Linked DNA regions of Mus musculus: region 2 is linked to region 1. Evidence: chromatin contacts called from public HiChIP or PLAC-seq data. All regions are on one chromosome and are shown on one strand. The core of a region is the stretch at or near the end of the contact, and the rest is flanking DNA. Distances in the headings are between cores, read along the strand shown. Region 1 overlaps Stard7 (START domain containing 7). Region 2 holds the start of Adra2b (adrenergic receptor, alpha 2b).

What was found. HiChIP or PLAC-seq counts read pairs in DNA pulled down with a chosen protein or histone mark.
Region 2: a contact with region 1 is called in an H3K27ac HiChIP or PLAC-seq map of embryonic stem cells, with 5 read pairs. The contact joins the promoter of Adra2b here to the enhancer-like site in region 1. A contact is called at or near these places in 1 of 39 promoter capture datasets (pre-B cells), 1 of 15 datasets of contacts at CTCF or cohesin (large pre-B cells), 2 of 484 Hi-C or Micro-C datasets (DN3 thymocytes and embryonic stem cells), 1 of 115 datasets of contacts at active chromatin or transcription factors (embryonic stem cells) and 3 of 9 other capture datasets (adipose tissue, liver and pancreatic islet).

Annotation. Positions count from the first base shown.
Region 1 is chr2:127,298,859-127,303,587 of GRCm38.p6, reverse strand. Stard7 (START domain containing 7) reads right to left here. Exons shown (of 8, transcript NM_139308.2): 8 at 4,654-4,729. Among named protein-coding and RNA genes, the nearest start is that of Stard7, 31 kb to the right of the region's middle. Within about 2 kb of position 2,732, at least 27 of the 459 cell types and tissues checked have an H3K27ac peak or open chromatin away from gene starts, as enhancers often do. A contact at or near this core is called in embryonic stem cells, where this site is marked.
Region 2 is chr2:127,361,095-127,365,823 of GRCm38.p6, reverse strand. It overlaps Adra2b (adrenergic receptor, alpha 2b), which reads right to left and starts at 2,645. Exons shown (of 1, transcript NM_009633.4): 1 at 1-2,645. The coding sequence starts at 2,244. The coding sequence ends at 898.

The DNA of each region.
Region 1 (4,729 bases), core at 1,483-3,982:
AGATAGATGATAGATGATAGATAGATAGATAGATAGATGATAGATAGATAGATAGATAGATAGATAGATAGATGATAGATAGATGATAGATAGATAGATGATAGATAGATAGATAGATAGATAGATGATAGATAGATAGATAGATAGATAGATAGATGATAGATAGATAGATGATAGATAGATAGATGATAGATAGATAGATGATAGATAGATAGATAGATAGATAGATAGATAGATAGATGATAGATATATAGATAGATAGATAGATAGATGATAGATAGATGATAGATAGATGATAGATAGATAGATAGATAGATAGATAGATAGATAGATAGATAGATGATAGATAGATAGATAGATGATAGATAGATAGATAGATAGATAGATGATAGATAGATGATAGATAGATAGATAGATAGATAGATGATAGATAGATAGATAGATAGATAGATGATAGATAGATAGATAGATGATAGATAGATAGATAGATAGATAGATAGATAGATGATAGATAGATAGATAGATAGATAGATAGATGATAGATAGATAGATAGATAGATGATAGATAGATAGATAGATAGATGATAGATGATAGATAGATAGATAGATAGATGATAGATAGATAGATAGATAGATGATAGATAGATGATAGATAGATGATAGATAGATAGATAGATAGATAGATAGATGATAGATAGATAGATAGATAGATAGATGATAGATAGATAGATAGATAGATGATAGATAGATAGATAGATAGATAGATGATAGATAGATAGATGATAGATAGATGATAGATAGATAGATAGATAGATAGATAGATAGATGATAGATAGATAGATAGATAGATAGATAGATAGATAGATAGATAGATAGATAGATAGATGCACTGTCTCACTATACAGCCTTGGTTGGCCTGGAACTGTGTAGACCAGGCTAGTCTCAAAATCTCAGAATTCCATCTGCTTCTCCCGCCACAATAAATACTGGGATTAAAGGCTTGTCATCACACTGGACTCCAAAATGTTTGTTTGTTTTATTTGGTTTTGTTTTTTAAAGGCAGGGTTTCTGTTTCAGCCCTGGTTGTCCTGGAACTCACTCCACATGTCAGGCTGCCTCAAACTCACAGAGATCCCCCTGCCTCTGCCATCACCACCCAGCTCCAAAATGATATTTTAGGACTGTCCCAAGAGTGCCCTCCACCTTTTAGATATGATGTATATGCAGAGTTTTGGGGGGAGAGAAATGAGGCCAATGCTTCAAACAAGGAAACACTGCTGAGGTGACCTCATAGGCAAACTCAAGTCATTGTCCTGGGTGAAACATTATTGCAGATGTGTTAAAAAACAAACAAACAAACAAAAAAAAAATAGCTACAATGGATGCCTCAGAACAAATCAGTGCCCCTGGAGAAGCTATGCCACCAGGTGTCTATGGAGAGGTCAAGGTTAGGTCATCGGCCTGGCTCCATCATCACTTCCTGTGTGGCCTTGAGCAAGATGATTACACTACCTCTTAAGGCAGTTCCTTTTCTGTAGTACAGGGTTAGTGGCACAGGAGACTTAGAATAAAGCATGGCACACAGTACTGGAACACCATGATCTCAATGTTGGCCAATTCTGAATTCACTCTAAGCCACCAGTACGACTTACCATGGAAGTGCACAATCTAGGGAGAGCTCTGTGTTCGCCTTTCAGGACATGCTGCACTTGAAGACCATGCTACAGTAAACTCACCCTGAGATGCTCATGCCTGGGCTGGGCTAGGGGTATCTGCTCAGGCTCCAGGAGTTTAGAAAAATTAGCAGGTGTAGCCAAGTTTAAGGTGATGTTATATTACAAAGAGTAGGTGGATGCTCTAGATTTAAAAAATGGATAAAGCTGGGCTGGCTAGCTTGTCCAATGGGTAAAAGTGCTTGCCTCCAAGCCTGACAACCGTAGTTCAATCCTCAGAACACACATGACTGAGAAACTGGCTTCTGGAGTTGTCCTCAGCATGCATGCTATGGGACATATGACTCCCCCACCACAATGAATATAAAAAAAAAATTAATGAGTAAAAAGACAAATGTAACACATAATACTTAGATAGAGGGCATTGGGAACTGTAAGTCATTTGGGGGTCAAATAGGGAACTTTTAACATGAGCTGCATTACTAGGTGAGACTACTGGGGAGAGCAAGATGGTTCAGTAGTGGCTTGCTGTGCAAGTCTCCTAGGATGAACCTGATGTTCATCCCTAGAACCCAGAGAAAGGTGGAAGGAGAGATCCAAGTACAGAGTTATCCTCTGTCTTCCATACTTATGCCATGGAACACATGCCTCTCCCACTGTATCTCTCTCTATCTCACACACACACACACACACACACACACACACACACACACACACACACACACACTGGCATCTGTATTACTAAAAGGATGTTCTCTGTGGTCTTATGTGGGCGTGGGGAGCATGCTTGTCACTTGTTTTCAAACAATCTTGGAAAAGCGTATGCAGAGAAAGTACTCCCATCCTCCCATCAGCTTCTCAGCCTCGGGAGGAGTGATGCAAGGTTTCTGAGGTCTGGTGTAGTTTGAATGTGTCAGTCCCCCTCAGCAGTGTCTGAACACTTGGTTCCAGTTGGTGGTGCTGTTTGGGAAGGCTGTGGTATCTTTAGGGGGGCAAAAACCCATTGGAGGAAGTGAGTCATTGAGGGAGGGCCTTGAGGTTTAAAAAGCCAGCCCCAGTTCCCATTCACTGTGTGCTCTGACTGGGAGGCAGCCAGGGCAGCAAGCCTCCTGTTCCTGCCATCATGCCTTCCTTGTCTTGGCAAAATGTATCCGGTGGAGCTGTAAGGCAGAATGAGCCCTCTTCTGGTCTCAAATGCTTTTTCTATTTTGTCACAATGAGTAACATAACAAAGTGTCCTGTATCCCAGGCAGGCCTTTGACTTACCATGCAGCCAAGGGTGACCTTGAACTTCTGACCCACCTGTAACCTGGAATTAGTACTGTACAAAACTGAGGATCACACCCAAGGCTTCATTCGTGCTGGACAAGCACTCTGCCACTGAGCTACATCCCATGGGACACATAGTAATTCTAAACATTCTTTCAACCCTTAGACATATATTAAAAGTTTCAAAGTAAAAAGCTCACACTAACACGTAACTCCCAGCCATCATCATTTGAATTACAGCTGAGTGCTTGTGGTCTATGGAGTCATCTCTGGATTCTTATCCCATGGCCCTTCAATTTGAGGATGGACGGACATACACACATGCACAAGTACACACGTCTGGCTAGGGTTACTATTGCTATGGTTAAAAAAAAAATTACCAAAAGCAAGTTGGAGAGCAGAGGGTTAATTCTGTTTATACTTCCATATTACTGCCCATTATTGAAGAACCACCAAGAGCAACAGTGGTCAGCCAGGGCCTAGAGTGCTACAGAGGACAGAGCTGGAGAAGTGATACAAGCCCTCTGGAGGAGCCCAGAAGATCATGTGGGGATTCCAGAAGCTGTGAAATTGAAGAAGTTGCCTTAGAGACCCTAAGATGTTAGAGGTGCCAGAGCTGTGTAATACCTGCCGAGGAAAGCTGCTAACAGGGAGTGGAACCAGCCAAAGAGAAAGAATTGTGCTGCAATCAACCAAGCTGAAAGGAACTGGAGATCTGAAAAGTATATTGACATCAGACACAGTGATGCAGAGTTTGAGGTTTGCCCAGCTAGCTTTTGGTGTTTCTTTGGTCCAATATTTCCTTTCTATGGTGTTTTGGAATGGTAACATATATCCTGTGCCATATGTTGAAAGTATGTGATCTGCTTTGTTATTTCTATTTTATAGGGGATTACAGTTACATGACTGCATGAATCTCAGAAGATTCTGGATTTTTAATCATTGTTGAGACTGTGATAGGCTATGGGGGCTTTTGAAGTTAGACTAAATGCATTTTGCATTATGTTATGACTACAAGCCTGTGGGGGCCAGGGGAGTGGAATGTGGTGGTTTGAATAGGTTTGGCCCCCACAGACTTATGTGTTTGAATGCTTGGCCCACAGGGAGTAGCACTATTAGGAGGTGTGGTCTTGTTGGAATTAGTGTGTTACCGTTGGATGGGAGGGTGGGTGGGGCTTTGAGGTCTCCTATACTCAAGGTCTTCCCAATGTGGAATCCAGTCTCCTCCTGGCTGCCTTTGGATCAAGAACTCTCATCTCCAACTTCACATATCTGCCTACACATTGCCATGCTTCTCACCATGATGATAATAGATTAAATCTCTGAAACTGTAAGCTACCCCCAATTAAATGTTTGCCTTTATAAGAGTTGCCTTGGTCATGATGTCTCTTCACAGCAATAAAATCCTAAGAAAACATCTTCTACGAAGCCTGTCTATAGAAGATCTGACATAGATTCCCTTAACTAAACCTTTTTCTTATTCTAGCTATGAGTTAGCAGATCAAGATACTTGAGTAGAGACAGGCATTTTACCGTTAGCTCCCAAGCTAGCCACTTAGGGGTCACAGTCTATGCAAGATGTCATCTTTGTGTCACCCATTGTCTGCCAAGAAAGAACAAGGCCCACTGACGGACGACCCATGCCAAGTCTGTGATCAGGATGACAAGGAGCACAGTTTCCCACCATGTGGCCAGAAATGAACACTCTTCTGTACCAATCTTTATGCATTTATTCACACCTTTGATAAAAATGTCACAGTTAAGAGCAAACTCATTATGATGACACA
Region 2 (4,729 bases), core at 1,396-3,895, 62 kb before region 1:
CAGAGGGATGCTGAGTGAGAAAACAACCCATGCTTCTAGCCTTAAAGACGCTACAAAGCTTAAAAACAAAACAAAACAAAACAAACAAAAAACCCAGCAACCAGCACTAGACCATAACCAGCCACCGCAACAGCCAAGGAGAACCACAGGTGCTCAGCACGGCTGAATCCTCTTCCTTTTGTCCTCTTTCTCAGCATCAGGTCCTCCTGGGAAATGTAGAAGATGGGCTTCCGGCTCTTTGAAAGGCATGAGGAAGATCAAGGCTGGGGATATAACTCGGTTGGTTGGATGTTTCCCTAGCATGCTTGAAGCCCCGACTTCATTCCCCAGCATCAGGTAAACCAGGTATGGTGGTGAGCATTGTTACTTCTCATGCTGGAGAGGTAAGCAGAATCTTAAGATCAGCCTCAGGCTGCATAGCAAGTCTGAGACTGGTCTGGGCTACATGAGACCCTGTCTCAAAAAAAAAAAAAAAAAAAAAAAAGAAATGAAATGAACAATAAAAGAGAAGAGAAGAATATGATGAGAAAGAAAGAAAACCACCACAAGTGGCCTGCCAAGGCACAGGGGGTCTCCAGGAAAGGGAAGCCTGCCTGTTGGCTTACAGGTGGCTGGGAGGGAGGTATTCTAATCAGCCTTGGCCACGTTCGAGAAGGTCCAAGCTACCCTTCCTGAAGAGAGAGCAGGGAAGAGGTATCCCACAGTACAGTCAGCAAGGGAAGGTTTCAAATGAGCCCCTGGGAACAGCACATTTGTCCTTTCCCCTTCAGGGGTGTCTGAGGATGAGGTCTGCAAATGGGCCCCAGGGAAATGGTCACATAGACTGCGGAGGTGGCAGACTACCACCGGGTGGTCCTGGCACTAACCCTGCCTGGCACTGGCCCGGAGCAGGCAGGCTCACCAGCCAGTCTGGGTCCACTGCCGGCAAAGGATCCTTCGAAAGGCACGGCGGAAGTCCTGGTTGAAGATGGTGTAGATGACAGGATTCAAAGAGCTGTTGCAGTAGCCAATCCAGAAGAAGAACTGGAAGAGGCCATGGGGTACCTTGCAGTGCTGTGGGCAGATGGCCCCCAGGCTGTAGCTGAAGAAGAAAGGAAACCAACAGACCACAAAAACACCAATGACCACCGCCAGCACAAAGGTGAACCTCTTCTCTCGGCTCAGCTGTGTCCGACGGCGCCACCACTGCCCACTGGCCACACCCACATTCTTGCTCAGAAGCACCTGGCCACGTAGCGTGGCCAGCACCCGGGAAGTCTGAGGCTGCTGCAAGGGTGGGTTGAATACTGAGGCAGGAGAAGCTGGCAGTGTTTGGGGTTCACATTCTTCCACCTCCTCTTCATCCTCTTCAGCTCCCTTCTCTGCAGTTGCCCCACTAGTCCCCTTCTTCTGGTCCTGGACTGATCTGGGCAGGGCAGACCAATTGGGTGGCAAAGCCCTGGCTTCGGGATCTTCAGGGGTCTCCCCCTCCTCCTTCTCCCTTGGAGGCTTGGGGTGTCCATTAGCCTCTCCGACAGAAGATAGAGGAGAGACCAGGGTGGGCACTTTAGCCGAGGCTGGAACTCCCCCGGCGGCCGGATGGGGCTTCTTGGACTCACCCTCCCCAGAGCCCCTCTTAGCTCCGAGACCTCTGCAGTGGCTGCGTTTGGCAATTACATAGATTCGCAGGTAGACGAGAATCATGATGAGGCAGGGAGCAAAAAAAGATCCGATGCTGGAAGCCAAGATGTACCAGGCTTCTTGGTTGAGCTCACACTGGGGGAGCCCGTGGGGCTCTGGGCGCTGGTCGCCCTTGTAGATGAGGGGCGGTAGAGAAATGACGGCTGCAATGAGCCACACGGTGAGGATGATGCATTTGATGCGGCGTGGAGTGCGCTTGGAGTTGTACTCCAATGCTCGGCTCACTGCCCAGTATCTGTCCAGACTGATGGCACACAGGTGCACGATGGAGGAGGTACAGAAGAGCACGTCTAGCGCCAGGTAGACCTCGCACCACGCACGCCAGAAGTACCAATAGCCCAGCAGCTCGTTGGCCAGAGAGAAAGGGATGATAAGAGTAGCCACTAGGATGTCGGCTGCTGCCAGTGACACCAGGAAGAGGTTTTGTGGTGCACGGAGAGAGCGGCTGGTCAACACAGCCAGAATTACCAGCGCATTGCCGAAAATGGTGAAGAGGATGAGAAAGGTGATGGCCGACGCGATGGCGGCGGTGGCCTGCACCGAGTAGGGCTCCTGGTGGACCATGGCGGGGCCGGACATGTCCAGAGAGAAAGATGCTGGCCAAACTCACAGTACGCAGGAGAAAGCGCCACCCTAGCTCCGCTACTGTTGGGGGCCGTCCCCCCAGGCGGTGCAGATGGCTCTGGAGCACCGTAGCCTGGCCGGAGGTCCGGGGACACCCAGGACCATCTATCGCTCTCTTACGTTCTCTGCCACTGGTGCCCGGCGTCCCTGCAGTCCGCCCCAGAGAAGTTTTCCAAGTTGTCTCACTGCCGTCCCGGGACCAGAGGAAAGTCGCGCCGTCGTGCGGCACAGCTGCAGGACTCACAGAACCGACTGGGGAAGCGCACCCTGCTCTCGGTAAAGGCGCTCTCTCCCGGAGCCGCGCCTGCAGTCAGCCCTCCGCGCAGGGGCGTGAGGAGGAGAGCCAGCACCGCGGGAGGAGGGAGGAGATTGGGGGCGGGAGCTGGAGGAGGGAAGGAGGCGGGGCGGGCGATCCGACCAGGGTGGGTGGAAGGTGCGCTTTGCGGGACATGGACCTGCGACGCACATCTTTTACTCGCCCCGGGCCCCAACATCTTTCTCCTTCCCGCCGCTGCGCGGCCGAGTCTAGAGAGCAGGGAGTCTGGGGTCGTCGGCGTTCTGGGAAGAGTATGTACCGAAGAGAATCGGTGCGTGCTGAGACCCGGAGCTGGTCTGTCCCAAGGGTCCACTTGCCTTCTGTCTGCGAGTCTAGGACAGAGCACCCAGATCGATAGACTGCTTTTGTCGCTTGCAGCAGCCCGACAGAAAAGCGTGTAGGAGAGTGTTGAGCTCTTAAGCATAATAAGCCACACCTCCATCCAGCATCCCAGCAACCGAGAACCTTAGGGGCCGGACCAAAGTGGGGAGAGAGTTCCAAATCCCCTTTCCTAACGCTTCCCCACCCAAACACCACTAGGTCTAGGTCAGACTTGCGAGGTGCAATGAGTGAGTCTCTGTGCTGCGAGCGCCCTCTGCTGCCATCTGAGTGCAAGAGGCTAGGGGCCGATGTCCTCGCAGGTCCCAGACACACACACACACACACACACACACACACACACACACACACACACACACACACACACACACACACACTAACTACTCCTTGGTGAGAAGCGACTAGTGGACTTCAACCACCCTATTGCTGCTTCCTTTTTCTCCATTAAAGGCAAAAAAAAAGTTAAAGTAGGAAGGGAAAACTGGAGAGATGGATCCGTGGTTAAGAGTGCCTCTTGTAGAGAACCTGTGTTCGGTTCCCAGCAGCCACAACAGGTAGCTCAAAACTGTAACTCCCGTTTCAGGGATGGTATGCCTCTGGCCTCCACCTACACTCCCCTGAACATAGCCACACAGAGACCCATACTTTAAAACAAATCTTAAAGAGGGAAACAGCTTGACTCAAAGCGCAGGTTTGGAGAGGAGCCTCTTGACCAACGGAAAAGGAGGTCCCTCCTCCAGAGCGGTGTGAGGAGATCTCTCCATAGCTCAGAAAAAGTCAATGTGGGTGGCTCAGGTGTAGAAAGGAGCCGGCCTTGGCCGCCCCAGATGTTCATGCAGCCTATCCAGTGGGAGAACAAGTTTGAGTGCTGAGCGCTTGCTCTTGCAGAGGACCCGATTTCAGTTTCAAACCCCTTTCCATCAGCTCACAACAGAATGTAATTCTAGTTCCAGGATATCTGATGACCTCACTTGACGCCACAGGCACCAAGCGCACAGGTGAAACATAAATACACGCAGAAAAAAACAATCATACACAAAAAAATAATAAATCTTTAAAAAAAAAAACTTTGAACTGGGCCCTGCTCCACCCCCAGCCTCAAGGAGGTTTCTCCACAGCTTGTGTGAAAAGAACCAGGCCTTGTATTTACAGCTCCTAATTCTGAAGGGCACTACATAAATATATATATATGAATCCCTAAAGATGGAGTCCACTCCCAAATCTCACCTCAAGTCAGTGAGTCTACTGGACTTGTCATGGCCACCACTGTGAGATCTCAAATGTGACCGTTGGGTCCCCACAGACCAGTCTTTCCTCAACTCAGTCTCCAGATCACCATGCCTAGCCACATGGGGACACTTTGAGCAATGCCTCCCCACCTCAGGCCGAGCTGCAGCTAGCTCTCTAGTTAGGTGGGACTGTCACAACCAGAGAGGGTGGTGCCATGTAGACCAGGCTTGAAAAGGACAGCCATTCACCTGCCCCTTTGAGGCTGTAGTCTTGAGACAGGTCTTACAGACCATCACGTTGGACAGGGCTTGAGTCCACAGCCACAGGTGATGAAGAAGTCCTCGTAGCCCCATTTACTGAGAAAGGGCTGAGGGTGGTCGTGGGAGCTTGAGAAGTAGCCACTGAGGCAAGTCCCTACTTGTCCCAAGCAACCTCCAGCCACACTCAAACTGAGAGAAGACTTCACAGATGATCAACGTCAGATGGGATATTTTATGGCCCATTCTCCTTAAAGGGCCAGGTCTCCAGGATCCTGCAGGA